Linked DNA regions of Rattus norvegicus: region 1 is linked to region 2. A link is a contact called in public Hi-C data. All regions are on one chromosome and are shown on one strand. Each heading gives the region's core, a stretch centred on a gene start, on an enhancer-like site or on the middle of the called end of the contact. The rest is flanking DNA. Distances are from core to core; before and after follow the strand shown. Region 1 overlaps Ep300 (E1A binding protein p300). Region 2 holds the start of Rps35al1 (ribosomal protein L35A like 1).

What was found. Hi-C and Micro-C count contacts between places; a contact is called where the count stands out from the background.
Region 1: a Hi-C map of the Rat2 cell line shows a contact between it and region 2, with 2.1 times the contacts expected there. The contact joins the enhancer-like site here to the promoter of Rps35al1 in region 2. A contact is called at or near these places in 9 of 12 Hi-C or Micro-C datasets (the A7r5 cell line, the Rat2 cell line, frontal cortex and 6 more).

The regions. Positions count from the first base shown.
Region 1 is chr7:115,054,730-115,058,773 of GRCr8, forward strand. Ep300 (E1A binding protein p300) reads left to right here. Exons shown (of 31, transcript XM_063264683.1): 30 at 194-475; 31 at 658-3,923. The coding sequence ends at 2,844. Among named protein-coding and RNA genes, the nearest start is that of L3mbtl2, 9.8 kb to the right of the region's middle. Within about 2 kb of position 2,077, at least 18 of the 93 cell types and tissues checked have an H3K27ac peak or open chromatin away from gene starts, as enhancers often do.
Region 2 is chr7:115,010,029-115,014,644 of GRCr8, forward strand. It overlaps Rps35al1 (ribosomal protein L35A like 1), which reads right to left and starts at 3,249. Exons shown (of 1, transcript XM_039080288.2): 1 at 2,733-3,249. The coding sequence starts at 3,127. The coding sequence ends at 2,795. Ep300 (E1A binding protein p300) reads left to right here. Exons shown (of 31, transcript XM_063264683.1): 3 at 3,799-3,975.

The DNA.
Region 1 (4,044 bases), core at 827-3,326, 44 kb after region 2:
GATTAAAGGTGTGAGCCACTCACTATATCTGGTCTTGAGTTTTAAATTCTTTAAAGTCTCAAGATGAACAAGGATGAAGAAGGGTTTCAGCTGACCCTGAACCCACTCCTGCTGTGTGCGCCTCTCCTCTGGTGCCTTTCTGTTGCAGTGGCATTATAGTTCCAGAGTCACAGTGAGCCTTGTCTGTTGGCAGGTCTTCTTTGTAATCCGCCTCATCGCTTGTCCTGCTCCCAACTCCCTGCCTCCCATTGTTGATCCTGACCCTCTCATCCCCTGCGACCTGATGGATGGTAGAGATGCATTCCTCACCCTTGCAAGGGATAAGCACCTGGAATTCTCTTCACTTCGAAGAGCCCAGTGGTCTACCATGTGCATGCTGGTGGAGCTGCACACACAGAGTCAAGATCGCTTTGTCTACACCTGCAATGAGTGCAAGCACCACGTGGAGACACGCTGGCACTGCACTGTGTGTGAGGTAGGTGTTGCATGTGGGGAGACACGACAGGACACACTGGTCCCCATTGTACGAATTACACGTTACAAACATCTGCCTCTTGTTGGGAGTGACAGCTGAAGAGATTGGTTTTGTTTTATAAAGGGAGCTTTTGTTTCAGTCCTGCAGAGTCAACTGCATCTTCTGGTTTTTTTCTCCTTCAGGATTATGACCTGTGTATCACCTGTTACAACACTAAAAATCATGACCACAAAATGGAGAAATTAGGCCTGGGCTTGGATGACGAGAGCAACAACCAGCAAGCCGCAGCCACACAGAGCCCAGGAGACTCTCGTCGCCTGAGCATCCAACGCTGCATCCAGTCGCTGGTGCACGCCTGCCAGTGCCGCAATGCCAACTGCTCCCTCCCTTCCTGCCAGAAGATGAAGAGGGTGGTGCAGCACACCAAAGGCTGCAAACGGAAAACCAACGGTGGGTGCCCCATTTGCAAGCAGCTCATTGCCCTTTGCTGCTACCATGCCAAGCACTGCCAGGAGAACAAGTGCCCGGTGCCGTTCTGCCTCAACATCAAACAGAAGCTCCGGCAGCAGCAGCTGCAGCACCGGCTCCAACAGGCTCAGATGCTGCGCAGGAGGATGGCCAGCATGCAACGGACTGGGGTGGCGGGGCAGCAGCAGGGCCTGCCGTCCCCAACTCCTGCTACTCCAACTACCCCAACTGGCCAACAGCCAGCCACCCCACAGACACCCCAGCCCCAACCCACCTCTCAACCGCAGCCCACTCCTCCCAACAACATGACACCCTACTTACCCAGGACTCAAACTGCTGGCCCTGTGTCCCAGGGTAAGGCAGCAGGCCAAGTAACCCCACCAACCCCACCTCAGACTGCTCAGCCCCCACTTCCAGGGCCTCCACCCGCAGCAGTAGAGATGGCAATGCAGATTCAGAGGGCAGCAGAGACACAGCGCCAGATGGCCCATGTACAAATTTTCCAAAGGCCAATCCAGCACCAGATGGCACCTATGGCCCCTATGGGTATGAACCCACCTCCTATGGCCAGAGGTCCTGGTGGACATTTGGATCCAGGAATGGGTCCCGCAGGAATGCAGCAGCAGCCACCTTGGGCCCAAGGAGGAATGCCTCAGCCCCAGCAGATGCAGTCAGGGATGCCAAGGCCAGCCATGATGTCAGTGGCCCAGCATGGTCAGCCTTTGAACATGGCTCCACAGCCAGGATTGGGCCAAGTAGGTGTGAGCCCTCTCAAGCCAGGCACTGTGTCTCAACAAGCCTTACAAAACCTTTTGCGGACTCTCAGGTCTCCCAGTTCTCCCTTACAGCAGCAACAGGTGCTTAGTATCCTTCATGCCAACCCCCAACTGTTGGCTGCATTCATCAAGCAGCGGGCTGCCAAGTATGCCAACTCTAATCCACAGCCTCTCCCTGGACAGCCTGGCATGCCCCAGGGACAGCCAGGGCTGCAGCCACCGACCATGCCAGGTCAGCAAGGTGTCCACTCCAACCCAGCCTTGCAGAACATGAATCCTATGCAGGCAGGAGTCCAGAGAGCTGGCTTGCCTCAGCAGCAGCCTCAGCAGCAGCTCCAGCCACCCATGGGAGGGATGAGTCCCCAAGCTCAGCAAATGAACATGAATCACAACACCATGCCTTCACAGTTCAGAGACATCTTAAGACGTCAGATGATGCAACAGCAGGGAGCAGGGCCAGGAATTGGCCCTGGAATGGCCAACCACAACCAGTTCCAGCAGCCCCAAGGAATTGGCTATCCACCCCAACAGCAGCAGCAGCAGCAACAGCAGCGAATGCAGCATCACATGCAGCAAATGCAGCAAGGAAATATGGGACAGATGGGTCAGCTTCCCCAGGCTTTGGGGGCTGAGGCGGGAGCCAGTCTACAGGCCTATCAGCAGCGACTCCTTCAGCAGCAGATGGGGTCTCCTGCTCAGCCCAACCCTATGAGCCCACAGCAGCATATGCTCCCAAATCAGGCACAGTCCCCACACCTACAAGGTCAACAAATCCCTAATTCTCTCTCCAATCAAGTGCGCTCTCCCCAGCCTGTCCCTTCTCCTCGACCACAGTCTCAGCCCCCCCATTCCAGCCCGTCTCCGAGGATGCAGCCTCAGCCTTCTCCACACCATGTTTCTCCACAGACCAGTTCCCCACACCCTGGACTGGTAGCTGCCCAGGCTGCCAACCCCATGGAACAAGGGCATTTTGCCAGCCCAGACCAGAATTCAATGCTTTCACAGCTCGCTAGCAATCCAGGCATGGCAAACCTCCACGGTGCAAGTGCCACGGACCTGGGACTGAGCGCCGATAGTGCAGACTTGAGTTCAAACCTCTCACAGAGTACACTAGACATACACTAGAGACACCTTGTAGTATTTTGGGAGCAAAAGATTATTTTCTCTTAACAAGACTTTTTGTACTGAAAACAATTTTTTTGAATCTTTCTTAGCCTAAAAGACCCATTTTCCTTGGAACATGTAAGAACTGTGCAGTAGCCATTTATGGTTTAAAGCAAACATGCCAGATGAACCTGAGGGATAATAGATTACAGAGAATATATTTTTGTTATGGCTGGTTACCCCAGCCCTTTTTCCCCCTTGTGTGTGTGGTTCAAGTGTGCACTGGGAGGCAACTGAGGTCTGAAGCCAACCATATGCTCCTGCCTTGCACCTCCAATAGGTTTTATTATTTTTTTTAAATTAATGAAAATATGTAATATTAATAGTTATTATTTACTGGTGCAGATGGTTGACATTTTTCCCTATTTTCCTCACTTTATGAAAGAATTTAAAAAAAAAGAACATTTCTAAAACCAGAGGACAAAAGGGGTTAATGTTACGTAAAATTACATTATATATATATATATATAAATATATATAAATATATTAAAATACCAATTTTTTTCTCTGGGTGCAAAGATGTTCATTCTTTTAAAAACATTTAAAAAAATTAAAAAGCCTCCTCTTTCCACCCCTCAAGTCAACTTTTGTGCTCCAGAAAATTTTCTATTCCGTAAGTCTAAGGGTAAAACTTCAAGTATTAAGATAATTTGTACATGTAGAGAAAAAAAATGACTTTTTCATAATATACAGGGGCAGCTGCCAAATTGATGTATTATAATATTGTGGTTTCTGTTTCTTGAGAGAATTTTTTTGTTATTTTTACATCTAACAAAGGAAAAAAAAAAAGAGGGTAAGAAATGACTCCAGTGGGGTGATTTTAACATGCAAATGTCTGAGGTTTCTTCACTTGCTTTCTTCCTTACTCTGCCCCACACGTACACTTTCTGTAAAACTTGAAAATAGAAAGCAAAAACCCTCAACTGTTGTAAATCATGCAATTAAGGTTGATTACTTATAAATATGAACTTTGGATCACTGTATAGACTGTTAAATTTGATTTCTTATTACCTATTGTTAAATAAACTGTGTGAGACAGACACCTGGGTTTTGTGTCACTTCTTTAGGGCTCATCTTTTGTCTTTGACTAGGCTTGGAGATGAAGCTGGTACAGTGTTTGCCTGACATGTACCAGTTATTCCCTCAGCTAGCCATGGCAAT
Region 2 (4,616 bases), core at 1,999-4,498:
GGAGATCTGAATATATATACACGGCATACTCATTTGCCACCAAATCTGGTTTTGTTTCTGTTTTGTTTTGCTATGTAGCCCATGTTGGTCTCAAGTTCAAGAACTTTGGAATTCAGGTCTCTTGTCTCATCCTTCTTGGTGCTGATGTTACAGTCTTGTACTTGCCTGGTAGAATACTTTGTTTTGTTTGTTATTCTTTATTTGTTTGTAATTCTTTATTTTATATGTACGAGTGTTTTAGTCACATGTATGTATGTTCACTATGTACATGTGTGCTTGGTGACATCAAATGCCAGAGGAAGATCCCCTCAATCTGGACTCATGGAAAGTGTGAGCTACCATATAGATTCTTGGAAACTGAGTCTTTTGCTAGAACAAGGGGTTATAACAGCTTGAGCTATCTCTTCAGCCCTGTTATTTAGGTTTGTAATGTGTCCATATGTATGTTATTACAATCCTAGTTTTCTGCAGCAACTTTAGTATTAATAGATATTTAATATGTTCAAGGCTATTTTTAGCAAAGGAAAAATGATACCTTGAAGGGTTTTGTGGGGTAAGGGCATTTTTTGCTTGTCCCTTCCTGGTTGTTATGTAACACAACTTTCCCTTGTAAGACACAACACACAATGGCTACTACCCAAATAGGGACTCACAGACTAAAGTATAAATATCACCAAAATCCTATTTGGCGAACCAATGAGCTTTATTAAGGTGTTTACCAGAATATGAGTTGAGGGGTTACAAGAGAAGAAATAACTCAAAGACAACTGCGTTACCAAAACACACCCAGCGTGAGTAATGGTGGTTCACAAACCTGGGAACCTGGAAGCCTACAGGCAGCTCAACAGCTTGAAGAAAATTCTTTCCATGTGCCTCAGTTGGTCTAAACCTCTTCCAGGCACCTTGGCTACTTTCTGCTGCTTCTAAGCAGCTTGTCTGGCCTCAGAGTCCTCTTTTGAAGTTTTCTCCTGAGAGAAAAGCTGCATGCAGCTCAGCTTCTGTCTGTTGGGAACTCAGCCTTTTGCTTACTCTGGCAGGGAGGGATCTAGTGAATCTGATCAGTTTCAGGAACTTCCTGAAGCTATTTTTAATTGATAGCTTCCTATTTAAGGAACTCCCAGCAGGGTGAAATGTTTCAATCTGGGATTACAACATTGGTCCTTTCTTTGCCTTTTCAGGTTAGGTCAGTGTCTGTGTTATGGTGGGTAATTGAACATCAGGAATTATCAGCTATAAAAGGAAGTGAGATTAAATAACATCAGTGTAGCAGACATAAACATAGTTCTATCTTTAATTCTGTTTGGTGGGGGAGAAAGAAAAGGAAGGCTTCAAGAGACAGAAAGTATAATAATGGGATGGTGGGAATTCTCAGATACAACACCAGTTTGTACTGAGATATATGTGAATGCTGACATAATTATTTATAGACACTGAGGCAGCTTACAAATGTCTACATTTTATTCTGTGAACTTTTAGAAACATTTTGTTACGTGTTTTATTGTGTCATTCAAAGTTCTGTGGTAAACTGGCTTTTATACTATGTCTCAGTAAATTTTCATTTTAATTAAGGACATGGTTAAATGCACTGTAACTCAGTATAGGTATGAATATTATAACTATTTTAGAATACTACTTTAAAATCTAAATAAGCAAAGGATTGAAGAAATGGTTCAGTAATTAGGAGCACTAATTCTCCCCATTCAGAGGACCCAGTCACTATTCCCAGAATCTATGTTGTAGCCAACCTTAACACCAGTTACAGGGATCTGATGCCCTCTACTGTTCTTAAAAAGCACTGCATGTTAGTGGTACACAGACATACATCCAGGCAGAACACTCACAAAATAAGCATAGTTGTGGTGGTTCATGTTTATGATCCAGCCATGGGAGGCTGAGCAGGGGGATTGCACTTCCAAGGCAGCCTTGGTTACATAGCAGATTATGTCGTAAAAGAAAAGAGTGTAAGTGGTGGTACTAAAGAACATAATTGTGATCTTAATGTTTCCTTTACAAGGTAATATTAGCAGTCACATGAGAGTGGAAATGTGACTGGCATAGAGCTGGTAATTGTGCTGGGATTATAGGTCTCACAGAACCAAGCCTGGTATGAATATGCAGTTGAGGTGGGGGTTAAGAAAGATTATTTGGTAAAATGCTTGCCACGAAAGCACAGGGACTTAATAATAAGTCCCTAGCATCCAAGTAAAAAGCTGGCTCTGGTGGCATGTTAATTTCAACAGTGGAGAGGTGATGGCCAGGCTCCTTGGCCTAATCAGGAAGATCCAAGTTTAGTGAGAGACTGTTTTGAGATGTGTTGGTAGGTAAAGACACTTGCCAGGCCTGGTGTCATTGACTCAGATCAGATAGTCTTCTAACTTCTTTACATGCACTACTATGGTTAAGTGCGTGCCAATGTGTGTGCATGGGCACACATGAATACACAAACAAAGCCAGTGTAAAAAAATTAACATTCTTCATTTTGTAGTGGGGTGGCTCCAGATAAACTGAGCACAAAGAAGATAGTTTTTTAAAAAGTTTGATATAGGGGCTGGAGAGATGGCTCAATGGTTAAGAGTACTGACTGCTCTTCCAGAGGTCCTGAGTTCAAATCCCAGCAACCACATGGTGGCTTACAACCATCTGTAATGAGATCTGATGCCCTCTTCTTGTGTGTCTGAACAGCTACTGTGTGTGTGTGTGTGTGTGTGTGTGTGTGTGTGTGTGTGTGTGTGTTTGTTCATTTATTTATTTTCAAGAGCACAAATCTACTTTTATTTATTTACTCTCCATTAGTTTAAATCCGGGATGGGTACAGCATCACACGGATTCTGTGTCCAATGGCCTTTGCAGGAAGGTTGCTTCGGAATTTGGCATGAACCATGCCACTTTTTCCATGGGCCCGAGTTACTTTTCCCCAGATCACTCTGGTTTTGTTTGGTTTGCCTCCAGGAGTCACTGTATTGTTTTTTGCTTTGTACACATAAACACACCTCTTGCCTAAGTAGAACTCAGTTTCATCTCGGGCATAAACACCTTCAATTTTAAGAAGAGCCGTGTACTCTCTTTGGTTCAGGAGGCCTGGCTTGTAGCCAGCAAAAATGGCCTTGCACCACAGCCTTCCAGACATACTTGTTTTTTTAGAAGTCCTGTTCCCAGTGGGCTTCCAAAGGCGCCAAGATGGCGGAAAGAGGAAGGCAAGCCCCGCTGCTACAGTGTATTTATATATAATAAATACATAAATCTTAAAAAAAAAAAGTTTGATGTAGCTCTAGTTCTATAGTCGAGGGTGACCTTGAAATTTTTGATCCTGTAGCCTCTACCTGTTACTCAGATTTTTTTTTTTTAACCTTAATTTGTGAAATGTAATTTGCTAAGCATATACTTTTATTGTGGTTCTTTTTTTCGGAGCTGGGGACCGAACCCAGGGCCTTGCACTTCCTAGGTAAGCGCTCTACCACTGAGCTAAATCCCTAGCCCCAATGTGCTTTAGTTTTTAAACTTGGGTTGTATTTACTTTGATTGTATGTGCATTAAGAACATGTACCAGGAGTACGGGTGTAAGAGGGCCTTGTGGAGTCATAGGTTACAGGTATATAGGGGATCAAATTCAGGTTGATAGAATTTTACATACAGTAAGCACCTTTACCTGCTAAGCTATATTCCTGAGTCTTTCAGTATGTTTTTAGAATAATCAAAGGATTTTATTTAAAATGGTTTTCTAATATAGAACATGAAGTATGGTCATGGTGAAGGCTTAGTAATATAGAGAATGACATTTTGTTTTCTAATTTTGTGCAGATGGGAATGATGAGCAATCCCACTCCTTATGGTTCACCATACACTCAGAATTCTGGACAGCAGATTGGAGCAAGTGGCCTTGGTCTCCAAATTCAGACAAAGACTGTTTTACCAAATAACCTTTCTCCATTTGCAATGGACAAAAAAGCAGTTACTGGTGGGGGAATGCCCAACATGGTGAGTTCTTAACACTGCTTCATTAAGATCTTTTCTTCTTGTCTTTTCTTTTTGTTTTCCTTCTTTTTTTTCCTCCTCTTCCCTTCATTTTGGTTTTTGGAGACGTGGTTTCTCTGTGTAGCCCTGGTTGTCCTGGAAGTTGCTCTGTAGACCCAGGCTGTCCTTAAACTCAGAGGTCTGTCTGCCTCTGCTCTACCTCTGCCTGGCTCTTTTCTCTTTTTAGCATTTATGTGCATACAGAATAGATGTGTGCACAATGCCATGGTAAACTTGTGGATGTCAGAAGTCAGCTTGCAGAAGTTAGTTTTCTCTAATGTTAGTCTTGAACTGTACTCAGGTCATTACAATTACCTATTGAGCCATTTTGTGAACATATTAAGCTGGCATTTAACACACTGGTATTATATATACTTGGATCCTTAAGATACATGATGTCTATCACCCTTGTGCCTTGGAATGGAATTTTACTTTGTAAAATTTCCTCATGGATTTTTATTGGCTGCACCTATTCATCAGTTGGAAGACTAATTCAAAGTAAGAGTAAATGTGTACTACAGCAAGTCTGTCAGCAGGTTCTCTGGTAAGCATTGTTACTGAAGGATAGGAAAATAGAACCTTTCTGCTCTTAAAGACAAACACAG